Regions from separate parts of the Sus scrofa genome. Here regions 1 and 2 are each linked to region 3. Evidence: chromatin contacts called from public HiChIP or PLAC-seq data. All regions are on one chromosome and are shown on one strand. The core of a region is the stretch at or near the end of the contact, and the rest is flanking DNA. Distances in the headings are between cores, read along the strand shown. Region 1 holds the start of S100A4 (S100 calcium binding protein A4). Region 2 holds the start of CHTOP (chromatin target of PRMT1). Region 3 holds the start of DENND4B (DENN domain-containing protein 4B).

Region 1 (3,932 bases), core at 200-2,699, 340 kb after region 3:
CTGTCCCTAGCACTGAGCGTGGGGTCCCCTCCCCGTGTTGGGCAGCCACATGCCAGGGCACTTTCCCACCACCCCTAGTCCCCTTTCCTCTGTTCTGGCTTCCCCAGAGACCACCGGCACCCCAGGCCCCAGGCACTGACTGCCCCTTCCTCCAGCTCCCTAAAACTCAAGTGTCCACCCCACAGAGGCCCCTCCCTGTGCCCACTGGGGCTCTCCCATGGTCCCCCCGCCTCCCCGTGCCCGCCCTGGGCAGGAAGCTGGGTTTCCAGGCTGGGCTGGTGGAGGGGGCCGGCAGCGTTTACCGCATCTGACCACGATAGGAGGGAGGGCTGTCTCCTGCTCTCCCCCAGCCCCTGCATGGGCAGGGCCCCGCCAGGGTATAAATAGGTCAGGCTGCTGGGCTTCCCCACTCTTCCTCTCGCCCCAACCCTCTCTCCTCTGCGCTTCCTCTCTCTTGGCCTAGTGAGTTGTGGTCGGCCTGGTGAGTTGTGGTTGCCTGACTGGCACACGAGGGGGGGTCAGGCTGAGGCTCGGTGCAGGAGAAGCAGAGGCTGGTGGGCACCAGATGTGCTAAGTGGGTCGGGATATGAGATTCTGATGGGAAGGCTCTTGGGTGGTGTGTGTGTGTGTTTGTGCGTGCGTGTGTGTGCACGTGCATGTGCATGCCAGAGAGACGCAAAAATTAAAAGTAAGAGCGAGGAGCAGGTGGCTGATGGGAGCTGTCGCAGCGGTACTGGGATGCTGGGGCTTGCCTGTGTGGTGGCTGTAGTAGGTTTTGGGATGCTTGTGACCGGTGGGTGTGCACATTGGCTCATGTTTGCTGCGTTGCACAAGCCAGTGTATGCACACTCGGGCATGGGAAGCACAGTGAAGGCAGTAGGCGATGGCAGGCTTTTGTTTCCTTGTGTCCTGGGAGCTTCTGCCCTGCACACAGCAGCCCAGCTCAAGGGAGGGTGGCCTCCCCATCCCTCCCCTGCATCCGCGTGCGCCTCTGCCACCTCATCCTGCCCCTCCCTATGCAGTGCCGGGCCGCTGGTTTTTTCCGCTACAGGCCCCTGGGCAGATCTCCAGCAGTGTCGCCCAACCCAGCGCTGTGAGAGAGAGAATGGGCCAGGGTGGGGCTGCTGGGGGCTGAGCCTGGGAGTGAAGGGCCCGAGGGAGGAGGGGTGGAGAAAGGCTCTGGTTAAACGGACTGCCTGCAACCCGGAACCTGCCATCCTGGCCCGCAGGTGTTCACTGCCCCAAGCACGAACTTCCCAAGTGTGCACAGCCACCCCGCCAGGAGCCGAGCCCCACCTTTCAGGGCTCCCTCTTGGGTGGAAGCAGAGTCTCTCCAAGGGCTCCCTGAGGGATGGAGGTGGGGGCATTCTGAATACATAGCTGGGGGCAGGGTTGGGGGGGGGGATAAGGATGTCTCTGTGATCCTGCCCCCAGATCCTGACTGCTGCCATGGCCTACCCCCTGGAGAAGGCCCTCGATGTGATGGTGTCCACCTTCCACAAGTACTCAGGCAAGGAGGGTGACAAGTTCAAGCTCAACAAGTCTGAGCTAAAGGAGTTGCTGACCCGGGAGCTGCCCAGCTTCCTGGGGGTGAGTGATGCTGAGTGGGGCGGAGCGGGGTGGTCTTCAGGACTTCAGGAGCATCAGCAACCGGGGCCTCTCTGGCTGACATGGGCAAGTGGGGGCAGAGAGCTTGCTCTGGCTGCCTAGTGAGCACCCACTGCTCACTTCCTGGCCCCCAGCCGAAAGAGGCACAATGGACCTGGAGGGAAGCTGAAGCTCAGAGATACTAAGTCACTTCCCTAAGTAGTTCGTGTATAAAGCTGAGATCCATGAATCATGATGGTCTGACTCTTGCCATCAATCCAGCTATGAGCCATTTTTAAAAATAAACACTCTATCAAAGTTTCTTTCTTTCCCTCCCTTCCTTCTTTCCTTCCTTCCTTCCTTCCTTCCTTCTTTCTTTCTTTCCTTCTTCCCTTCTTTCTTTCTTCCCTTCTTTCTCTGACCGCACCTGCAGCATGCAGAAGTTCCTAGGCCAGGGATGGAACCTGCGCCACAGCTGTAACCAGAGCCACAGCAGTGACAAGGCTGGATCCTTAACCTGTTGAGCCATGAGGGAACTCTGCCACCTTCTTTTTAAAACTGATGTGTAGTTGATTTTCAACGCTGTGTTAGTTTCAGGTATACAGCAAAATAATTCAGTTGTACATACATGCATATTTTTTCAGATTCTTTTCCATTATAGGTTATGACAAGATATTGCATATAGTTCCCTGTGCTATAGAGTAAATCCCTGTTGCCTTTCCTGTTTCATATATAAAAGTATATATTTGTTAATGCCATACTCCTAATTTGACCCTCTCCCCTATAAACCATTTTTGAGTTTCTCTTTGGCTTGTGAATGTGAAGATACACACATACCTACAGACACACCCCAGCGTAATCACAGTTACCATCTGTATCAACCTTTGTACAATTTATGCATTGCTTTCATGACCACTGTCTAACTGGAGTCTTTTTTTTTTTTTTTTTTTTTTTTTTTTGGTCTTTTTGTCTTTTTGCCATTTCTTGGGCTGCTCCCACGGCATATGGAGGTTCCCAGGCTAGGGGTCGAATTGGAGCCATAGCCACCAGCCTACACCAGAGCCTCAGCAACGCGGGATCCAAGCCGTGTCTGAAACCTATACCACAGGTCACGGCAAAGCTGGATCCTTAACCCACTGAGCAAAGTCAGGGATCGAACCTGCACCCTCATGGTTCCTAGTCGGATTGGTTAACCACTGAGCCATGACGGGAACTCTTCTAACCAGATTCTTAAAATGACCTTGGCAGACGATGTTGTAGTCCCCTTTTCCAGGGGCTTCCAGGTACCCAGACTTCCTCATCTGAAGGGCAGATCTCCTCCACGCCCTCGCCTAGCCCTGAGGGCTGGAGGTTCAAAGCTCCCCCCGGACCCACAGCCTGCCTGTGCCTTCCTGAGGTCCCATCTGGAGCTAGTCTCAGCTCTGCTCCCCCTGCCCCCACCCTGCCCCTCCTGCTTCCAGTTTCTACCCGCAGCCTCTTCCCCCTGCAGAAAAGGACGGATGAAGCTGCTTTCCAGAAGCTGATGAGCAACCTGGACAGCAACAGGGACAACGAGGTGGACTTCCAGGAGTACTGCGTCTTCCTGTCCTGCATCGCCATGATGTGCAACGAGTTTTTTGAAGGCTTCCCTGATAAGCAGCCCCGGAAGAAGTGAGGGCTCCTCGGATGTGGGTGGGGGCCCTGCCAGCTGGGAGGGGGTCTTCCCTGACAGAAAGGGCACAGTGCCTCACCGTGGCTCTTCCTGACCTGATCAAGTTCAATAAAGATTCTGAAAGCTATAAGACTGATGGTCTGAGAGGGTGGGATGGGGCCTGAGGGATATGGGGGGTGTGTGGGTGGGAGGGGTACTGGCAGGTTTGCTGCTGTTTTGTGAAGAGTGGAGAGCAGACTGGTGAAGGTGGGAGAGGGATGCGTGACCGTGCATGGGTATGTGGGACAGACTTGACTCAGGATGGGGCTGAAGGCAGGGAAAGGGACCCCAGAGGCTTGGACCGCCCCAGCTGTAGGATCTCGGCCAGGGCACTCACCCATCCCATCTCCCCAACGTTGCCTCCAGCAGGACCGCAGACTGAAGCTGGGATGGGATGGAAGGTCACATCTGTTCTTGGTTGGGGTCTGGGAAGGAGTGTGGGCGCCCTGGGGATGGTGGGGGAAGGGCTGAGTCACGGGGAGGAAGTCGTGAGGCCAGAAGGGGGAGGGGGAGGAGGGCTCGGACCTGACATTGACAGCCCAGGCCCTGCCTAGCCACCCCTTCCAGCACCTTGGCTTCAAACCCCAGGGATGGATGAATCCTTCTTGTCCACATTCAGATGAGGGAGGTGATGCAGGGGGTGAGCAGGCTGTTG
Region 2 (4,344 bases), core at 1,044-3,543, 260 kb after region 3:
TAAAATCATTTGTCAAAGGCACTCAAGGAACAAGGCCCTCAGAGACAGAAAGTGCCTTTAAATACCTTAACTTTTCTTAGTTTCAAATGATTACTTTTTCTGACTCCAAGTTGATTACTTCTGAAAAGTTAAGATTAGTTCAATCATTGAGGCTCTTGTGAAGACACTCTTCTATTATTCCTGTCGAATTTAACGGAATGAAAGAGAAGAACACTTAAGCGCAAAAGAATCCAAAACAAAAACAAACTAAAAGCAGAATGGAAAGAAAGTGAAATGGAGCAAAGCAAGTGCCTCTTACAAGGTCCAAGAATGACATTCAAGGGCCTTTGGACATATTCATAGCTTGCTACCTGCCTCTTACAGGCCAGACACAACACTGCTGGCCTTGGACTGGGCAGCAAGCCTACTGCAGCCGGGGTTCCATGCTACCAAGCTGCACCACCCCTGTATCAATGTAAAAAAAATGTGAAGAAAATGGAGGGTGTGAGGAGTCTTTTAAAATACATCCCACCAGAGAAATATTTCAGACAGCTTAACATAAAAATCTACTGATAAGTGGTTTTGAAACAACCGCCCAATTTGTTTTGTGTACCACATAAGATGCTACTAAGAACAGAGGTCTGTAGCCTTCTGTTGGTATTTAGCTTAAAACTGGTTTTTGTGCATTGGACCCAGGGCCAACTTAAGTAATGTTTTCTTATGAACGAGCTGAAGTTGCTGTTGGCTGCCTCACCGCTCATTTAGAGACATCTTGGTGGTGCTTTTTAGCACAACTTTCGGTGCTGACTGTGCAGCCATCTTCAAATCCCGAGAATCTACAAAAGACAATGGGCAAAGTGAGCAAATCAGAATGATGACTACCTCATTTCAACAGGGCCAAAGGCCCAAACCAAAAATGAATGAATAGGCCTGTCTCAATGACTACTGAAGATCACACCAAAACTCATTTCAGGTGCTTACATTTAGAAGCTAAGTTATCTGGAATTAATAAACTTCAAGGCCACATGACAGAAAATACCTGCCCAAGCCTCCAAAAATGGCAGACCTAGACCTAGCCAAAGAAAGTGTTTGGCTTTTCATCTAGAGCGGTCCTTCTCTACCTTGGCTGCAAGGAGCTTTAAAAAACAACAACAGGAGTTCCCTTCATGGCTCCGCGGTCACAAACCCAACTAGCATCCTTGAGGATGTGGGTTGGACCCCTAGCCTCGCACAGTGGGTTAAGGATCTAGCGTTGCTGTGGGTTGTGGTCTAGGCCGGCAGCTACAGCTCCAATTCGACCTCTAGCCTTGGAACTTCTATATATGCGGCCCTAAAAAGACAAAACAACAACAAAGACAGACACAAAATACAGAAGCTTCGGCCCAAACCATTTAAAGCACAATCTCTGCTGGTGAGGTCTGGGGATCAGCAATTAGAAGGTGGTGCGGGGAGGGGGGGTGGTGTCTAACTTGCTGCTTCTCATGTGCAGCCAAAATTCAGAACCACTGCTCTAGAGAGATGATACAGGTTTACCAGTTTACAAATTGGCTTTCAACTCCAAAGTCTTGCAGGAACCTTAGCAAGGGACTGGGGACGTGGGGGAGGGATGGAGTAGGAAAGGTTTCCTAAATGGGCGTTCACCTGGGAGTTCGATCCCAGAGAGCACGCCACAAAATTTAACTCTACAGCTGCCAGTGCATTCTGACGTTCCCTAAAGCCGTGTAGTCCTCCTCTGAACTCCCATCTCAAAGCCCCGTCCGGGACCGCCAACGTTGCTCAACCCGCCCAGCAATGTTCCTTTCTATTCCTACCAAATCCCAACCTCCAGCAGCGAGTTTCCAGCTCGGGGCCTCCCCCGCCTCCCTCTCAGGGGCTCCGCCCCCTCCCGGGGCCTCCACTCCCCGACACCCAATCTGCTTCCACATCCCACCAGCTCCCACTCCACGACCGCCGGGCCCGGGCGCTCCCCAAGACTTTTGCCCTCCTTCTCACCACAGAAACGTACCGAAGGAAACGGACGCCAGTGCTCCTCCCGGGGTTGCCACCACGGCTGCGACAGGCTGGCCGGGGGCCGGCCGAACCTGAGTTGACGGTGGAGGGGCTCGGATTAACTTGGTGGGCGGTTGGTTGTATGTGTTAAACGGTAGAATGCTAGGTTAGTTCGTTGATGCTGGGTGGCTGTCCGGTCGGCCGGTTCGCCTGCTCGCCCGGCGTGCCCTTTCCTGCCTTTCACCACAGCCGCTGCCGCCAACTCCCGCTCGCTCTCCAAAACAAAATGGCCGCCACGCCCAGTGCGGAATGGGACCGGCTAAAATGGCGTCGACGCCATTACGTCAGACGTCAGGTCTGCGCACAGCGCAGGAGGCGGGAAAATTTGTGTTACGCCTGCGCGGGGGATGAGGCGGAGCTCCAGGGAAAAGGCGGGGCTTTAGGCTGTATTACACTCCGAGCCCCACCCGGGAAGGGGCGTGGCCAATATATTCTCTCTTGGGTTTTAAGGCGGCTGCAAGTTGGTGATTTGGGACGTTCAAGGCGGATTTGGTCCTCTTAAGAAAAGAAGTTCGTATTTCATTGCGGGTCCCTCCACCCCTAAAGCTAAGGCAGACCGACTAAAATTCTTTACGCGACATGACTCGGTCTTTCTTCCGAGAGCCACCGGGCCGGTGTAATTTGCGCTGGCTCCCCCCTCAGCATACGCCCCTTTTAGAGTTGTGGGTTGCCATAAACGCACCTGGGGACCAGTGCAGGGAGCACACCTCACTGGATCCTGCACCACGCACCACTGCCCGTCCATATTTTTCTCTTCACTTCCCTTCCCAATTTGGCCTGAAGATTGTTAAATTCTTATTTGGGGGAAGCTTTGCGTCCCCGCAACCTATTCCAATGTCTTCTCCCTCCATCTAGCTTCCATGTGGATTTTGATGCAGACCTATATGGCATTTTCCTTATACCTGGGCACACAATAAAAGGCTCAGATGGGAGTTCCCGTCGTGGCGCAGTGGTTAAGGAACCCAACTAGGAACCATGAGGTTGCGGGTTCGATCCCTAGCCTTGCTCAGTGGGTTAACGATCCGGCATTGCTGTGAGCTGTGGTGTAGGTTGCAGACGCGGCTCGGATCCAGCGTTGCTGTGGCTCTGGCGTAGGCCAGGTGGCTGCACCTCTGATTCAACCCCTAGCCTGGGAACCTCCATATGCCGTGGGAGCGGCCCAAGAAATAGCAAAAAAAGACCAAAAAAAAAAAAAGGCTCAGATGTTGGAAGAATGAGTGAATGAACATGTCCTCAGTTCCACCTCCACTCTCTTAAAGGCGCATGAGATCCTTTCATTTTCCTTCCTAGCATTTATACGTGTATGTTTAATGGTTTGGCACCCTTTACTGGACTTCACCTATGTGACAGTGAGGGTTGTGTTTGTTTTGCTCACTGCTGTATTCCCAGTTTCCACACAATGTCTAGCACGGGGTAGGTCTTCAGCACATATTCTTCGAAAGTTGAAGGGCAATTTTTCTGGCTTCAAAGCTGAAAAGCTGATGTCTCTGCCACTTCCAGCTGGAACCTTGAGCCTCTACCTTTCTGGGCCTTGAGCATTCCTTAAGTAGGAAGATGTAATGGTTCCTTGATCTTTCTCCAAAATAAGATCCCTCCCCAAATAAAGCAATTTGGGAGTGAACAGCCTTCACTTCCCCACCCATTTCCAAACCCTGAAGGACCAGAGACAGCAGCTGGTGGCTGGTGAGAGAGGAGCCTTTAATGAAAGATGAGTTGCAGGCCTGGCCCACTACTCTTGCGCCCCTGTTGGAGGGTAGGCAAGGGTGAGAAGGTGGGGAGGGAACAGCGGGATGAAGGGGAAGCAGGGTGAAGAGGCAGGTATGGCAGGGTGGAGGGGAAGGGCGCTGCCCAATGGGACCATCTGCTCAACTGTTCTCCCAGAAGAAGTTGTTACAGGCCACTGTGAGGGCAGCCACCAGCACCACGTACTCCTGGAAGTCCACCTCCCCATCTCCATTCTCGTCGAGCTCCTTCATCACCTTGTCCACAGCATCCGCATCCTTCTGGGCCTGTGAAGCGAAGAAATGGTGAGGTAGGTGGACAGGGAGATGAATATCACAGAGTCAGGGGCATGGGACTTGCTTGACTGGAGAGGAGGAGGCAGAGATGAGCAAGAGGGAGAATTATGTCTCATTATGAGACTTTTCTTTTTTTTTTTTTTTTTAGGGCCGCATCCATGGCATATGGAGGTTCCCAGGCTATCGACTGAACTGGAGCTGCAGCTGCCAGCCTACGCCACAGCCGCAGAAAACGCCACATCTGAGCCGCGTCTGTGACCTACAGCTCACTGCAACTCTGGATCCTTAACCCACTGAA
Region 3 (4,094 bases), core at 1,284-3,783:
AGCAGTCGTAGTTAAAAGTACCAAGGTTTAGGAATAGTTGACTCCTGGAGTGGATTCAAAAGTATTCTTATGTTAACCTCACTGAGTCACTTGCATTCTGAGATTCCTTTTTTTTTTTGTCTTTTTAGGGCCGCACTTGCGGCATATGGAGGTTCCCAGGCTAGGGGTTGAATCGGAGGCCTAGCCGCCGGCCTACACCACAGCCACAGCAACACAGGATCCGAGCCTTGTCTGTTACCTACACCACAGTTCACGGCAATGCTGGATCCTTAATCCACTGAGCAAGGCCAGGGATCGAACCCGCAACCTCATGGTTCCTAGTCGATTCGTTTCCACTGTGCCACAATGGGAACTCCTGAGATGTATTTTTGGGTGGCACACTCCAGTGATGCCCAGTGTACATGATGGGGTTGGTGTTGAGGCTGGGCGCAGCTCAGCTGGCAGGAAGCCCTGACAAAGAGGTCCTCTTAGGGCTACATTGAGGGCTAAGCTCCCCGCTTTTTCCTTGCTTCTCTTCAGGGCGTCCCCCTGGACACCAGTAAGCTGCCCACTGACCAGCGGCTGCCTCCATACCCATACAGCCCCCCGAGTTTGGTTCTGCCCACCCAGCCTCCCACCCCAAAGCCTCTACAGCAGCCAGGGCTGCCATCTCAAGCCTGCTCAGTGCAGCCCTCGGGTGGGCAGCCCCCGGGCAGGCAGCTGCACTATGGCATGCTGTACCCACCCGGCTCCAGTGGGCATGGGCAGCAGTCTTACCACCGGCCAATGGGTGACTTCAGCCTGGGGAACGTGAGTACCCGGGGGGCCCTAGCTCAGAAGCGGGTGGGGGGAGCTGGAGGTGGGTCCAAAGAGCCTGAGCAGTGTCGCGGGGCCCTCTGAATTGGGAGATCTAGGTGGAGGAGATCCTTCTTCCTTCCCTGCCAGGTATTAGCCTCGCCAGCTTGGGGTTCCTCTCTTCCTGCGTTTGACCCCCACTCCCGCCCCTCTCCCCCAGCTACCTCCGTGCAGCTTGCTCTTTGATGACTACTGCTTTGACCCGTTGTCTTCCTGGCACATGCGTGCTCTGTCCCAGTAGGTACGGTGCCCACACCTACTTGGGGCCCCGTGCTCACTTCTGCTCACTTCTGTCGCTCTGCTTGTGCCCATCTCCCTCTGTCTCTGCTTTTGTTCCTGTGGTGGCGGGGGATGGGGTAGGGGTGTGTGTGAAGATCTCTGGGCCGGGGGATGTGTCAGCCGGGCTAGGCACAGGCAGGCAGGGGCACCCTCTTCTGAAGGCCTCCTCCTCAAGGCCTGTCTGTGTGTCCGTAGCTGGAGCCGTTCAGCATGGACAACCCATCCACCAGCCTGGCGCTGGATGCCTCTGGCTTTTCCGAAGGGCCTGGATTTTTAGGGGGTGAGGGGCCAGTGAGTGGCCCCCAGGAGCCCCACACCCTCAACCACCAGAACTTAACCCACTGTTCCCGCCATGGCTCAGGGCCCAACATCATCCTCACGGGTAAGAAATGTGGCTGGTAACAGGGGATGGAAGGAGGGCGTGACACATTGGGTGGCGCGGCAGGAGGCCAAGGGGACCTTGGAGGCGTTGACAGGGTGTGGGGTCCTCACCTGTCTGTTCTGCCCACACAGGAGAATCCTCCCCAGGTTTCTCTAAGGAGATTGCGGCAGCCTTGGCTGGAGTGCCTGGCTTCGAGGTGTCCACGGCTGGGCTGGAGCTGGGCCTGGGGCTGGAGGAGGAGCTGCGCATGGAGCCACTGGGCCTGGAGGGGCTCAACATGCTGAGCGACCCCTGTGCCCTGCTGCCCGACCCTGCTGTGGAGGACTCGTTCCGCAGTGACCGGCTGCAGTGAGGGCACCTGATCGCCATCCCTCTCCTCGGCCCTGTCCCCCGCCGTCACTGTCCCTTTTCTCCCTTCCCCCTGGCCAGTAGAGACTCCACTCTCTGCCCCCAGATCCTCTTTCTAACGTGAACGAGGGATCCTAAGAATGAGAAGAAGCAAGGGGTGTGTCCAGGTGGCCCCTAAATTCTGCACAAAGGGTGGGCCTAGGGGAGCTCAAGGGAGGGCCTGAAGCACTTGTAACTTTGAACCGTCTGTCTGGAGGTCAGAGCCTGTTGGAAAGCAGGGGGGTAGAGGGGAGCCCCGGAGGCAGGGCTTGTCCGGATGCCTAGGGGTGGGCAGTGCCAGCCCCTCCTCGCCACTCTTCCCCTTGCAATGGAGGAAAGAGCCAGAGTGGATATTATTTTTTATTAAATATATTATATGTTAATAAAAAAATCATATCAAACCCATGGTGTGGTTGGCTACTGTTTGGGATGCAACGGGGATCTAGGAGGTTCTTGGGGTGCAGGCCCTTTTGTCGGTTACGCGGTTTTGCATCTTGTCAATGCCATGTGGTTGGTGGAAGGTGCCCCCCAGCCTCAGAATTTGTACGCAGCATTGGATATGGAGGTCCAGGCTGGGTGTAGGCTCCTGTGGTAGGACGGATGTATGCCCTCTCATGTGACCAGGACCTTGCTGCAGCGGCATCAGAGGACAAGGACTCTGGCCAGACAAGCTACTGCTCTTCCTCAACCGTGAGGCCTGGCAGTGAGTTGGGAGGTGAGGAGGTGACTGCTGGCTGAGCTCTGGGTTCTGAACGTTTCTGGTACAATGACCCCAGCTTTCCCAGGAGGGTAGCTGGTCTCACTGCTAAGGCCCCCAAGGAGAGAGTATTTAAAAACTACCTGCACCAGGTAGGTCTCAGGTCGGCTCCCTCTTCTTTATGGTCCTTTAAGCCTAGAGGACCTGGAAGTTAGGTGTGGTACCAGCCTGTCTCGGACCCCATGCCTCTAGGTCTCAGGGAAGCCCATAAATCCCATTCCTGCCCCTTCACTAGGCACGAATTCACTCCGTGCTCTCCACTCTTCTCATTCATTCGCTGAGGCTTGCGTGCCAACTTTGTTTTGAGGACGTTGCCTTTTTCTGGCTTGGGTTGGAATCCTTCCCATCTGAGCTTCTGCTCTCCTCTCTTCCCCACACAGCAGTCAGGAGAGTAGGGCCCCTCCTTCGTTGCCCCCATCTCTGCTGCTTTTCCACACCCTGGCTTCTTCTCTTCCCCTTTCCAAAACTTGTCGTTTTCAGAAAAGAGAACTGAGAGATTCTGGCTTAGCCTGGAAGGGAATGTAGGAGGGACTGAACCTGGAAGTAGGGGGAGCCACCTGGGTCTCCAGAAACCAGGCTTTCAGGGCCTTCACCCAGGCAGGCAGACCTCATCTGACTAGGACCAAGGGCGGGACGGGAGCGCGCCCTGGACTTCAAGGGCCGCCTGGGGTCAGTGTCCTGCGGCTATGGCTGGCTGGTGGCAAGTCGCCTGCGTGCAAGGGGCCCTCCCAGCCGCCAGGGGTCGCGCTGCAGGCGGCCGGGCGCTGGGCAGGCGCTGCCAGGGTCACGGCCGCCGACCGGGGAGGGGGGTGGGGGGAGCGGCAGCGCCCGCAGCCCGGGAGGGGGGTGGGGGGAGCGGAGAAAGCGGGGCGCGCGGAGGAGCACCCGGCCCCCAGTGCAGCGGGAGCCGGGAGGACCGGGCAGCGCGAGCGAGCGGCGCGGCAGCACAGTCCCCGCGTGGCGCAGCTCGGCGGGGACGCTGGGAGCGCCCGGATCTCCCTCCACAGCGCCCCGCGCCCCGCCGCCCTCAGCCGCCTCTTCTTCCTTCACTCGCCGCTCCAGCGGGAGCGGCGCCCGAGTCGGGTGCGCCATGTCCGGGGCCGGGTAGCCCCGCCGCCCGCCGGCCCGCCAGCCCGCCCTCCGAGCCACCCGCCTGCGGGCCGGCCGGCCGGGGAGTCGCGGGGCAGGCAGGTAGGGGCTTGGCCGGGCGGGGCAGCGGGCGGGGAAGGAAGGGAGGGAGCGCCGGCCGGGCGGGGGCTCTCCCCCAGCTGTTCTTCGGCGCTGCACATCTGGTTCCGGTTCCTCTCTCCTGGGGAAGTGAAAGTGGAGGGGAGGGCGCATCCCGGAGTTAGCTAGCTGTGCCCAGGCGCCCTGCACCCCTCCTGCTCCCGCGGGTCCGGAGCCCGAGCACCCCTCCCTTCGGCTCGGGTCACGCGGCGGCCGGCGCTGCTGCCG

What was found. HiChIP or PLAC-seq counts read pairs in DNA pulled down with a chosen protein or histone mark.
Region 1: an H3K27ac HiChIP or PLAC-seq map of alveolar macrophages shows a contact between it and region 3. The contact joins the promoter of S100A4 here to the promoter of DENND4B in region 3. A contact is called at or near these places in 1 of 5 promoter capture datasets (fetal liver) and 1 of 2 datasets of contacts at active chromatin or transcription factors (alveolar macrophages).
Region 2: a contact with region 3 is called in an H3K27ac HiChIP or PLAC-seq map of skeletal muscle. The contact joins the promoter of CHTOP here to the promoter of DENND4B in region 3. A contact is called at or near these places in 1 of 5 promoter capture datasets (fetal liver) and 2 of 2 datasets of contacts at active chromatin or transcription factors (alveolar macrophages and skeletal muscle).

What each region holds. Positions count from the first base shown.
Region 1 is chr4:96,087,793-96,091,724 of Sscrofa11.1, forward strand. It overlaps S100A4 (S100 calcium binding protein A4), which reads left to right and starts at 1,450. Exons shown (of 2, transcript NM_001252605.1): 1 at 1,450-1,590; 2 at 3,077-3,241. The coding sequence starts at 1,450. The coding sequence ends at 3,241.
Region 2 is chr4:96,003,321-96,007,664 of Sscrofa11.1, forward strand. It overlaps CHTOP (chromatin target of PRMT1), which reads right to left and starts at 2,294. Exons shown (of 6, transcript NM_001243268.1): 1 at 1,985-2,294; 2 at 734-815. The coding sequence starts at 798. It overlaps S100A1 (protein S100-A1), which reads right to left. Exons shown (of 4, transcript XM_021089808.1): 4 at 3,706-4,037. The coding sequence ends at 3,894. It overlaps S100A13 (protein S100-A13), which reads left to right and starts at 3,960. Exons shown (of 4, transcript XM_021089809.1): 1 at 3,960-4,060. The coding sequence starts at 4,053.
Region 3 is chr4:95,743,345-95,747,438 of Sscrofa11.1, forward strand. DENND4B (DENN domain-containing protein 4B) reads left to right here and starts at 2,534. Exons shown (of 28, transcript XM_013997083.2): 1 at 2,534-3,308. CRTC2 (CREB-regulated transcription coactivator 2) reads left to right here. Exons shown (of 13, transcript XM_021089801.1): 11 at 520-789; 12 at 1,309-1,495; 13 at 1,627-2,286. The coding sequence ends at 1,847.